Linked DNA regions of Gossypium arboreum: region 1 is linked to region 2. The links are chromatin contacts, called in public Hi-C maps. All regions are on one chromosome and are shown on one strand. Each heading gives the region's core, a stretch centred on a gene start, on an enhancer-like site or on the middle of the called end of the contact. The rest is flanking DNA. Distances are from core to core; before and after follow the strand shown. Region 1 holds the start of LOC108489468 (ABC transporter I family member 11, chloroplastic). Region 2 holds the start of LOC108487017 (protein NUCLEAR FUSION DEFECTIVE 4).

The links. A called contact is a pair of places that touch in the nucleus more often than the background predicts.
Region 1: a contact with region 2 is called in a Hi-C map of leaf, with 2.9 times the contacts expected there. The contact joins the promoter of LOC108489468 here to the promoter of LOC108487017 in region 2. A contact is called at or near these places in 2 of 5 Hi-C or Micro-C datasets (both in leaf).

What each region holds. Positions count from the first base shown.
Region 1 is chr10:11,523,986-11,529,663 of ASM2569848v2, reverse strand. It overlaps LOC108489468 (ABC transporter I family member 11, chloroplastic), which reads right to left and starts at 4,055. Exons shown (of 16, transcript XR_008272991.1): 1 at 3,753-4,055; 2 at 3,615-3,672; 3 at 3,207-3,286; 4 at 2,938-2,989; 5 at 2,722-2,855; 6 at 2,202-2,316; 7 at 1,974-2,060; 8 at 1,756-1,804; 9 at 1,444-1,528; 10 at 1,014-1,109; 11 at 1-87. LOC108487966 (protein LAZY 1) reads left to right here. Exons shown (of 5, transcript XM_017792292.1): 4 at 1-110; 5 at 164-171. The coding sequence ends at 171.
Region 2 is chr10:11,269,116-11,275,378 of ASM2569848v2, reverse strand. LOC108487017 (protein NUCLEAR FUSION DEFECTIVE 4) reads right to left here and starts at 3,184. Exons shown (of 4, transcript XM_053019788.1): 1 at 3,068-3,184; 2 at 2,464-2,870. The coding sequence starts at 2,793.

The DNA of each region.
Region 1 (5,678 bases), core at 2,806-5,305, 250 kb before region 2:
AGGAACACAAAATTACAAGTCCTCAGTAATGCCTCAGCCTCAATATGGAGTTACTGGTTGTACTGCTGCAAGTTCAAATGGGGCGCACTGGATTAAAACAGAAGCAGACTGTAAGTATCATGCACCCCTTGACATTGATATAATCTTTTGGTATAAATTTCAGCTATCTAGGGCATTTAAATTAATTCCCCAGCCTCCCCCCCCCCCCAAAAAAAACAGCCAAAAAAAATCATAGTATATAGTTACCATTGTTTATGTGGTTGATCCCAAAGTACATTCCATAAAACCGAAAAGAAAAAATAAAATCAAAACAATGATGTCGAAAGGGAAAACGGTCAAATGCATACCATCAGAATGTTGTACTGGACAAATATTTTTCTTGAAAAAGTACATAAATATAATTCAAGAAGTATTTGATACACCACCACAATTGATGTTCATAGTTAACCTATGAATAGGCAATATTTTTGGCATAACCAGAAATATATTGCTAACCAATATATTATTGTGATGTTAACACAAAGACAGTAGCAATATAGACTGTATTGAGATTTGCAATAAAGTAGTTGAGTGATTAATTTTTTCTAACATATGTCTTCCCATCTTCTGCTGCTGCCATTGTAGACTTGGTGTTGGAGCTGTAGAGAAGAAAGGACAACAAATGCTTACTAATAGCTTTCATCCTTCACAATAAGAATGTCAATCTTGTGTCTTCGCAATATCTACTCCATTGTAATGTGTTTAGTTTTGATGAACTCCATAGCCTATTAGAAGAAATCTATATTATCCTTCTGGGTGTCATAATAAAGTTGTTCACTTGGTTTCTCTAGTCTTCTGAAGAAATGCTTATGATTATTTTTAAGTCTCATCCAAATTCTTTCTTGAGATAATCTGATCCACAAGCAATGTACCCCAAAGAAATCCATCATTGAGCTACAGCAATACCTGAATTTAGTCTGAAAACTTGAAGAAAGAGAGGACTATCAAACCTCAAAGTGAGAAATGTCAATAACCTGAGCAATATTCTAAACTAAACCACTAGCTGCTCTTCCCTCAGAAATCCACCCATTTCCATCCTCCAAGATTGATCAACTAACTCTTCTAGCTCTCTGAAAATAAACCAAAATGCTCCATAAGCTGAAAGTATTAGCACATACAATCGAAAGAGAATTAGAAACAACAAAGTTCGATTTATTGCATCTTGGATATCATCATATAAATCATAAAAGGGTTTAGGTACAACATATATCAACTTGGATTGATTAAGTTGTACAACTCATTATTATAAAAGAGTTGTTAGAAGACGGCATTGGAATTGAATGAAGAGAGACGGTTCTTACCCAGTTCTCTTTTACCCAATTATGACATACATAAGCTAGATATTATAATACTCTAATATAACACTCCAATGGAAAAAAACTAGAATGGAAATCAAAGACTTACTTGAGATCATGACTGACAACAAGTATGGTTAATTCTTTCTTCAGATGCTTCAAAAGTTTAACAACATCTGCACGCGCCTTCCAATCTGATTTTGCAGAAGTATAAGGAACAATAAGATTTAGAGGGTAAAGAAATCTGAAAGTGAACTATTTATAGACATGTCAAAGCCAAATCAATTAGTACAATTTCTTGGTGCTTTTGAAAGCACTTCATAAGTCATGCTCTATCCAGGAACTCTAGTTTCTAAACTATATCATAAACAGAAGATAACATAAAATGTAAGAAAACAGAATAGAAAAAGCAATGCCATACCAAGACCAGCGAGAGGCTCATCCAATATTAATAAGTCAGGGACTTGTGCCTTCAGCCATCAGACAATGAAAAAGAACAACAAGAAAAAGAATTATAACCAAAATAATTAGTGGCCAGAAATCATGTCAAGATATAAATAATCACAAAAGAATTGGCATTATGAATATCCTTGTTTAAAAATTGTACTGCAGATTGCAAATAACTCGCTAGGTCCTTACTAATTGAATTGCAAGAGCAAGCCGTCGTTTGTAACCACCACTTAATGAGTGAGGATCTTTATCCAAGGAGATACCATTCAATCCAACCTAACATCATTTAAAGAATTCATCTTAGATTTGGCTAAAATGAAGGCTTTAAGAACAAATACCCACCAAAAGCAGTACATAGGTGAGAGGGAAAGTTTAATGACCCCAAGTAGATAAAAAAAATGATATGAGCATGCATACCCAATTAAACGCTCTTTGGAGATTTAATGCCAGATGCTCCTTCAATTGAGGTCCACCCCTTTGCCTTGGCCAGCCAAATGTAACTTCGTCAAGCACATTGTCCGCTACAAAATACCTAGCCAGCAACATATAGAACTTACAAGAAGTAAGAACATGAACAACGATAGAGAATAAATTAAGTTGACAATATATAAGAAGAGTTCAAACTACTAATTGGTATTAAACCAGTTAAACATTAACCAAATAAAAAGAAGCATTTTGCTTAATGGGCATAAAACATTGCATTAATAACAGAAGCAAGAGTTTTCATCAACAAGATACAGTACCAGGATAAACATGCATGTTCCTAAGACATCTTTGAAAGATTGCAAAAGCAACTACTTAAGAAAACTCAAAAGTCCAGCAAACATGCAAAAGATGACCCATGAAGAAAAAATTACAAGAATGTAGCTATCAAAGAGATCCAAAATCCAATCAAACAAACAAAGACGAACAGAATTTTTCAGTTGATATGATGTACCTCTCTGGGAACTGGAACACAATACCAACTCTTTCTGGAACCAATGACTTCGGAGATTGAGTTGGTTTGCCATCATCTGTATATCTCTGAATAAAAATAGAGCCTGACGTTGGTTTGCTCAATCCTGCAAGTAGCTGAAAGGAGAAAGAAAAATAAGAGACATACAAGGTATATAAAGTGAATGATCAAAAGCCCACATATACATATATAGCAGACCTGCAAGAGCGTAGTTTTTCCACTTCCACTCTGTCCAAAAATTAAGCCAAAGCTGCAACAATTCACACAAACCATTTACTCCATAACAAAAAGTCAGCTTTGAAGGTGCAGCAGGATATTCCAATGTTGTATGATCATTCTCTTTTTTTTTTTTTTCGAGAGCTTACATCCGATCAGCTGATAAATTGCCCAATGTTCCTAAGAGTATTCCCTATTCAACATTGATTTTAAAATAGTAATATTCTATTATTGACAAATAAAGCATTTACCTTCTCTCCGGAAGTGAAAAGCTAACTCCATTCAAAAGGTTAATCTGAGTCCCTGGAGGTCGATAATGAACATCCTTAACCTTGAAATGACAAGATGCAAGGTTTCAGCAAAGTCCATCACTTTCAATATTACCATTCAATCAAAACAAACAAACCCCATTAATAATAGCATTAAAAAAACCATCCATCTGCAAAATAAAACAGCTATAAAATACAAATTTAATAGTCATATTCACCAAATGCAATCCCCCAAACATGTTTAAGCTACCGCTATAATTATCAATTTGGTGCGTGCAAAATAATAACATCAAAATTATTACTCTAAAGAAAACTGACGAAGTAAAAACAACAAAAAGAAACAATTAATTCCCTAAAACCATAAAAATAAGATTAAAAGAAAAAACTTACTTCCAAGCAAGAGTAATCACATGAGATTTTAATGACTGGAGTTCTTTTGAAGTTCAACCTGAAAAAAAAAAAAACATTCTTTGAACAAATTCCTTTATTCATAGGGATTAGTGACGTTCTGCTGGTTAATAAGCTTACATGGATGGCGATTTCGAGGAGATTAAGGTTAATGGCTCGGTAATTCTGGAACCGAATAAAGAAGACGCTGTGAAAGTAAAAGCCGCCATGCTGGGTCCGAAAATGAAGTGAAATTCAATATTAAGATTATCGAAATGAAGAGAGGTGAGTGAGTAGGGGAAGAGGAGGAACACGGCAGTCGACGGTGGTGCAGCAGGCGTTTGGCGGGACTGAAAGTAGATGAGGCTTTGTATTATTTTTGGTGGAATTAGTACTCATTTTAATGGATCACCTCAATTTACCAAAAACAATCATTGGGCCACCGCAGCAAGCCCAAAAATAAAAATCTTCATTATGTTATAAAATAAAGAATAAAAAAGAAAGATAATAAGGAATAACAAACATAAAATATCAAAAGAGAAGTAATTTTATTAATCAATACAATGCATATTTAAAAAATATGAATGAAATAAATTTTTATTACTAATGAATTTTAGAGTTGTAAAGTATATAAAAGTTCTTATCATGGACATCCATTTTATAATAATAAAATATTTATAACATTTCCCTTCAATGTCCATTAATAGATAATGTGTAATGGCTTGATTTCCAGTGGTATCAGAAAATATGGTTTTAGATCCCGTTTTCATAAACTGAGTCTGTAAATATTAAATAAGGATATTTTCAGAGTTAATATTTAGATGAATTGAAATTAAGATAGTTAATTAAGTCGAAATTGTGTTTAATTAAGACCCATAAACTAAATTGTCAAATACAATTGTTATGAATTTTTAATTAGTAAATGGCTTGGGGACTTCAATTGGAATTAACCAAATATCCAAAATAAAAATTAGACCATGCTCAACCATGAGATACTGGACATTAATGGTAGGAGTAGATTAATTTAAGTAATTAAGGGTTTATTTAATTAAACATAATCAATTAAGTAATTAAAGGTTAATTAACATATAAATAACAAACAAAGTGGAAAGGAAGAGAAAATATGTCATCTTCTTCCCCAAGCTATGAGAACCAAAACAAAAAAAAAAAGAAAAGAAGACGCTTTAAGGGTTCAAACAATTAGCCAATAATTAGGTAATGCAATTAAGTAATTTTTTTTTTTGTAGTTTTTATAAATTTGAAGTCATGGGAGCTTGATTTAACTAGCTCAAATACCAATTTGTGAAACTGTTAGAGTTTTAGAAAGTTTCCATGTTCTAAAGATTTAGGTGTTAAATTGATCGAAATTAAGCTTAGTTTAAGAAAATGACTTAATTGTAAAGTCTAATTGCTAGTTTAGTATATTATGGACCAAATTGAATAAAATGTAAAACTGTTAAAAAAATTGATAGGAATAGAAAATAGAAGTTCCCTAATGAATATATGTGAAATTAGATTTTAATTCGAAGGTCTAAATTGAAAGTTATGCTTGTCTTGGAAATATGTATAACTTTGTAATTGAATGTGAATTTGATCTGGAATTTGATATTGCATATTTTTGTATTATTATTCGTATATAAAGATGACGTAGGACCGCTGAAAGGGAAAGGAACTCGAGTTTTCAATTTGTATTCCAATGATTCAAATCATTATAGTTGTTGCATATTTATACTGTTTTGCATAGTATGATATTGAGGTGAGTTGAAAATGATTACCTGGATTGAATTGTTATGATTGAGATTGGTTATTGAAATAGATGGCTAAACTGAATAGAATTGAAAATAGTGTAACTTGATGAAAATATGAAATTGCCTTTGAATTGGGTTGAATCATGTTATGTTATGTAATGAAATGATGAATTGGTTGATGAATTGAAAACGATGAAATGTAAATTTAGTTCTATAATGAATTGGATAATTGCTTACCCTATTAATTATTTGAGCAAAATCGGATATATTTGGCATGTCATATGATAGATTGAGTATAGATTACTTCGGCTATATGTCG
Region 2 (6,263 bases), core at 1,935-4,434:
AAACTGATCAACAGTTAATACCAACATAACCAGACAAGAGAAGTGCCAGATTGGCATGAGTTTAATATCAAAACTTAAACAAGGTTAATTTCCTTCATCACTTATCTTCTTCTAAATCAACCCGTACTACTTATTGTTTGGATGGTACGAGTGATCCAAAATGCTCTCGGTAATCTCCAAGGAGAACAGTTTGAAGTAGGGGTGACTATTCGATCGAGTCGAGTCGGATCGAGTCAAAAAATTTCGAGTTAGTCGAGTTTACAAATCCTATTTTGGCAAACGAACTCAATTTGAATTTTTTTTGAATCGGATCGAATTGAGTCAAAAAATTTCGAGTCAAGTCAAGTCGAGTTAACGAATCCTACTATTTTTACTCAATGTTGCACTTACATCAACCGATTATTTAATTAGTAAACGAAGTATAAAATTATTTAACAACATATATAATATAATGGTTTTGTCTTTTAACTTAATTAGTAAACTTTATCAAAACAATGTAGTTTTAACTTTTAACTTAATGGTTTTGACTTTTAACTTTAGAAAAGGTAAACATTTATCAAAATGACGTAGTTTTACCTTTTCTTATTTGGATTTTCGGATAACTCGAATTGTGTAATTCATATCCGAGTTAAACCAAAAAACTTATTTTTTTATTCGAGTTGATCTAAATAACTTGATTAACTCAAATAACTGGAACTATTTAATTCAAAATTTAAAAATTTTATCGAGTTTTTCGAATCGAATCGGATTTTACTCACCCCTAGTTTGAAGTAGAAAATCTGGAAAGATTTTCCACTGAAGAAAGCAGGAAACCCGGAAAATGGAGGTAAGGGAAAGAAAACACTTTTGTACAAGAAATGCATACCTTAAGAAATGAAAAATAGAAACCAAAATCAGAGGATTGTAATACCAATTTATGTGACTTAAAACAATATGATCATCATATCATTAGCACTCATTAACACTTAGGTGTGCAAGGTAGAAAATAAAATTTGAGTGTGCTTGATAGGAAAAAAAGAAAGAAAGGAAGAGAAAATAAGAGAAATGATCCTAGTGCGTAAAAACAAATCATTTCAATTTGAAATGATGAGAGAAAATGAGATAGAGATATACATTTTTCAAAGGTTTTTTTTTTTTTTTTTTCCTTCTCATTTTTCAACTCTATCAGCTGTAGATGAAAAAAATTACTAAAAAATATTTTTTTCTTTCTATTTCTAGTCTTTCAATTTTCCATCTTTCCAATTTTCTTTTCATTATACCAAACAAAGCCTAAGATTAGAACTACACAAGTTGCTTGATTCTGATTGCTAATAATCTTCTCAAGACTCATAAAACTATAAGCTCGTAATCATAATTCTGCTCTCCAAGATTTACTCAAGCCTGTAAGTACCTTTGTCCCTCCACTCCCACCCAAAACATACAAAAAGTTTTTGAATGATTTCTCCTTTGTTAGTGGATGAACAAAAAAAAAAAAACACTTTTTGAGGCCATGAGATAAGCAGAATACCAACCAATCTAAATGTTTAAAAGAAAACAATTAAGAACTTGGTGATATTTCAGGAGGCTTTCAGAAGAGAATTTATCTACCATTAATAAAGTACTCATTCCTCACCAACAACCAATATTGTAAACCATGAGGAAAAGAAAAGCATTGACACTTAAAAATGCATAATACAGAATCAGAAACCATAAATCCAATACGGTAAACTGGTAAGAATCTCTAGGCTGCTTTTTCAGGCAGGTAATAGGAGGGCCTACTTATAGATAAGCTTCAGGCTTAAAGCATCAAGACACAAAGATATAATTGATCTGCATATAGCAAGACAGACTGGGATATAATTTTGCTTGAAGTCATTATTACATAACTTGATGAGCTTGGTATCACGAAAAATAGCACCAAATCATATTACTACTCAAAGTATTCAAGTGCAGGTCATAAAACACTTTTTCTCCCAACTTTATTAAGCAATTCTTCTGGTGGAGGACAGTGGACAGATTCATGGTCTTTCGTGAGCTATTAAGATTAGATCTATTTGTTGTCATTCATGGGGCATCACAGTGTTTGAACAAGCTCCAAAGGAAACATATAAAGCAGATGATTTTCCTATATCATAGCAATCCCATCTCACTTTAGCTGGTTCTATCACACCATATAAAAACTAAACTAAGATTTCCAATAATAGTAATAATAATAAAATAATGGAATCATCATGATTAAACAGTCCTCATGAAAACCTTATGGAGAAACAACCAAAAAGCAATTTGTAAAACCAATCCAATTAAGAAGAATTCACATAATTAGACAATAATTGCAAATAGATAGACAACTGATAATAGAACAAATTTCAGTATAACTAATAATAAATAATAAAATAAAAACCAATGACTAATGTCATATAAAACTAAATTTAAAACTTAAACCCATAGAATTGAAACCATGAAACATGTGATGTGAAGACTTACCACCCAGTAAGGCAGAGGATGAATAGTTTGGCTAACATCAAGCCAGATAACACCATATCCCAAGAAACAGGCAAAGACCCCAACAAGCAGCACAGTCCAAGGAGGGAAACGATTACAGGCAATACCAGGGAGGAGTCCAACACTCTCTCCAATATCATTTGCTACTCCCAAGAACGTGAGCTGTTGCTGACTCAACCCCGACACCGATTTCAGAGCAGAAGAATAGAGTGTGAAGTTGGTGGCGTTCCCAGCTGATATCTGAACCCATAAAGCAGCTGCCAACCCAACCCATGGCGGTCTGCTCCCCGCTTTCAGCTTCAATTTTGCCATTTGCTAATCGCTATCGTTGAAGAGCTACTTTTTCTTGGTTGAACTTGTTTGCTGATTTAGTAAGTGGCGACGATCGCCTATATAAAAGATTAAAGAAACAGAGCTGTTTATAGAATTTATTACTACCACCAACTATTTCCTTTTAAAACAAAAATAATTACTAGACTAGTAGTTTTTTTCAAAGGTTTTCAGAGATTTTCAATATAAATTTACACATGGATTGAAAAGGCCTTCGATTAAAATAACTCAATCATTCCCTTTGTCTTGTTCTTACTTTCTTTTCTTATCAACCGACACGTTCAGACGTTATTGTAGCTTGAGATAAAGGAGACAATAAGATAATTAAAGGCATTTGTGATTAGGCAAGGTGGGTTATTATTCCTCTAAATCCAAATTTCTCTGTGAAGTTTACAAGGGTTTAATTTATATTTGAAATTTAATATATTTTAGAGAATTTAATTTTGTATTTTTGGATTTTAAAATGTTAATTCAATTATTAATATTATTAAATTTTTTATTAAATTGAGGTTCATTAAAACGTTAACTTTTTGTTATATGATTATCAAGTAATTTTTTTTTAATTTTATAATATCGTACTAATGAATTTAATAGAAGAATTTTAACTATGTTAATAATTTGACATCAATTTTAACATTTAAAAGTTAAGGGACTAAATTCTTAAAAATAAAAGTAAAAGAACTAAATTTCAAATGTAAAAAAGTATAGGAACTTGAAACATATTTAACCCAAAAATTATACTGACGAAAATAAGTTTGAAAAAAATGTTAAGACTGAACTCGAATTTTAGACATATTTTTAATTATTTAATTTAAATTTATTTGTACATAATTTAAATTATATAAAAATTAAATATATAGTACTATGTATAATGTCAACATTAAATAAAAATGTTTTAAATTGAAAGTTGCATGCGAACAACATAATTATTTGATTGAAAAATATGTTGAAAATATTTCTGAATTAAAAATATGATTGGGATCTTTGAAATTTTACATTACACACACAAAAAAAAAAAAAAAAAAAGAAGTTATGGACTAAAACTCTGTTGGGTTTAAGTATTGGGTTATAGTTGATTGGGCTGAATCGTAGGTATGGGAGAGTTAAGTAAAACGGTGCGTAGAGCAAGGATTAATGAAACGCATTGTTTGGTCATAATTTTAGTCTGTTATTTTAACTACTTTTGAAAGTTGCAATTTTATTTCTTTTCATCCCTATAAAATCGGTGTAATAGCAGTGTCAGTTATGGAATGAAAACTATTATTCACACTAATTTCTCTCTCAATTTCTCGCTTCTCCAAGTTCTACTTCCTTCCTATTTTTCGATTACGATCATAACAAGGTATCAAAGCTCCAACGTTCCTATGGCTGGGGATGGTGTTACCACACGAGGGCAGAAGGATGTGTTTGTGTTGTAGCAGGATTTAATGAAGGTTCAGGGTGAGTTGTATCAACTGGATGCTAAGTGGGGGACTAAGCTGGAAGCTAGATGACAAGGATTCTAGAAGGATATGCGACAGGAAATGCGCTCTCTGTTTGAGTAGTTTTTGGGGAACTTTTCCTCCCCGAGTGCGATGGCTGCTGCTAAAGGGAATGGAGTCTTGGGAGGGCCACCTCCTGGATTTACTCCCAAAGACCCTTTGGAAATGCCTCAACCTTGTGCCGATACCCTTGTACCTTGATCTGGTTTCCTTCAAGAGTGTCCTTATAGGTTGGAATGCCCTAGATTTGATGGTTTCGATTTCAGAGGTTGGTGGTCGGAGCTTCAACAATATTTTGCAACTGAGGGTGTGCCAAAATGTGACAAGGTATGGACTGTTATGCTGTATCGAAGGGTCGAACACTGGACTGGTATCACTTCTATGCACAGAGGCCTGGAGATCCGCACCTGCTAGATTGGACATGCTACGCAAACAGCTTGAAGGAGCGTTTTGGATCTAGTATATCTTCAAGGATTCAATGGTTGAGCTGGTCACCTTGAAGCAGCAAGGTTCTGTCGAGCATTACCATGACCCGTTTGTAAGTATCCTAACACAGCTGTAGTTGCCTGAATCATATGCCCTCAGTATATTTGTTAGCAATTTGAAGTTGGAGATAAGCCGATATCGACAGCTTTTTAAATAAATATGTTGGAAAATCGTGTTTGAAAAACGCAACATAAAATAAGTTTAAGAAAAAAATCAGAGTTTTAATTTTTTTTTCCAAAGCTAGAACTTGGTTGTGATAAATAAAGTTATAAATACTTAATTAAAATTGTACATTTTTTAATCGTCTAAAAGAACGTTACGATCGAGTAGTCTTCTCCGTTATCCTCAAGCTCATTCGAATAAATTTTTTTTTCACAAAATTACTAGTGGGGTAATTTTACAATTTCTCTAAACTTCTATGTCAAGTTGTAAATAAAAAAATATCTCTAAAAATCTTCTGAAATAATTTTTTCGTAGAAAGAGTTTAAAGAGTTCAACAATGATTAAACTTAATCACTTTAATATTAAATTAATAAAATACTATCAAGATAAATTTTAAATTTAATTTAATATTAAAACAATTAAAATAATATAATTTTGGAATAATTAATTTGAAATCAAATTATCTGGTAAACTCCTAGTAGGAGTGTAATTCTTCCATTACTCAACCACTGAAGAACCACCGCCAGCCACCAAAATGTTGTGGTCGCCACCTCCGACACGTCGTGTCCGGTGGTGTCATCGCAAGTGCGACACCCTTACGGCACCTTGAGTAGGTTCGGCTGTTGCTGGTTTAGTTCGGGCCTAGTGACGACCCAAATGGTCTAGTCCTGCCACCGGTTGGACTATCGGTTCGACCAATTTTTGGGTCTCGGTCTCGATTTTGAGTTCTCGGGCCCAATTTTCGATTCCAGGTCTAATTTTTAAGTTCAATTACCCATTGGGTCAATTGTCTGACTTGAAAATTAATTTTTAAAAATATCATATTAATTTTAATTAATTTGATTAATTTATTTTTACTTGATCAAAACTAATTTTCTCAAAAACCATTTAGATTTTCCAAATTAATTTTTCAACAAAATTTTTTAATCAAATTCGCTAGTTAAACAATTCTCACGACTGCCTAATTTAATTTCACATCGAATAAATTGACTCAATTAAATTATTTTTAAAGTCGTAGAATTTTTTTCTAATTCAAATGCAATCCGATCGAGCTTTTGTTAAGCTAGTGGAGGGACAAATCAGATATATATAATTAGGCCCGAGTAATTACAATTATGTCTAGAAGTATCGTTTCGATAATTTAAAATTTACTTAATCATGGAGTCAGTCCACAAGAAGTAACATGATTGAAAATTTCTTATTGTATACTCTCTACAAAAGCAATTCATCCAATTGCTTTATCCAATGACCTCGTAATGTGTGTTACTCTCATATGGTATCCTTAATTCATTTGAGTTAAATTCGTTCACTCAATACAATCCT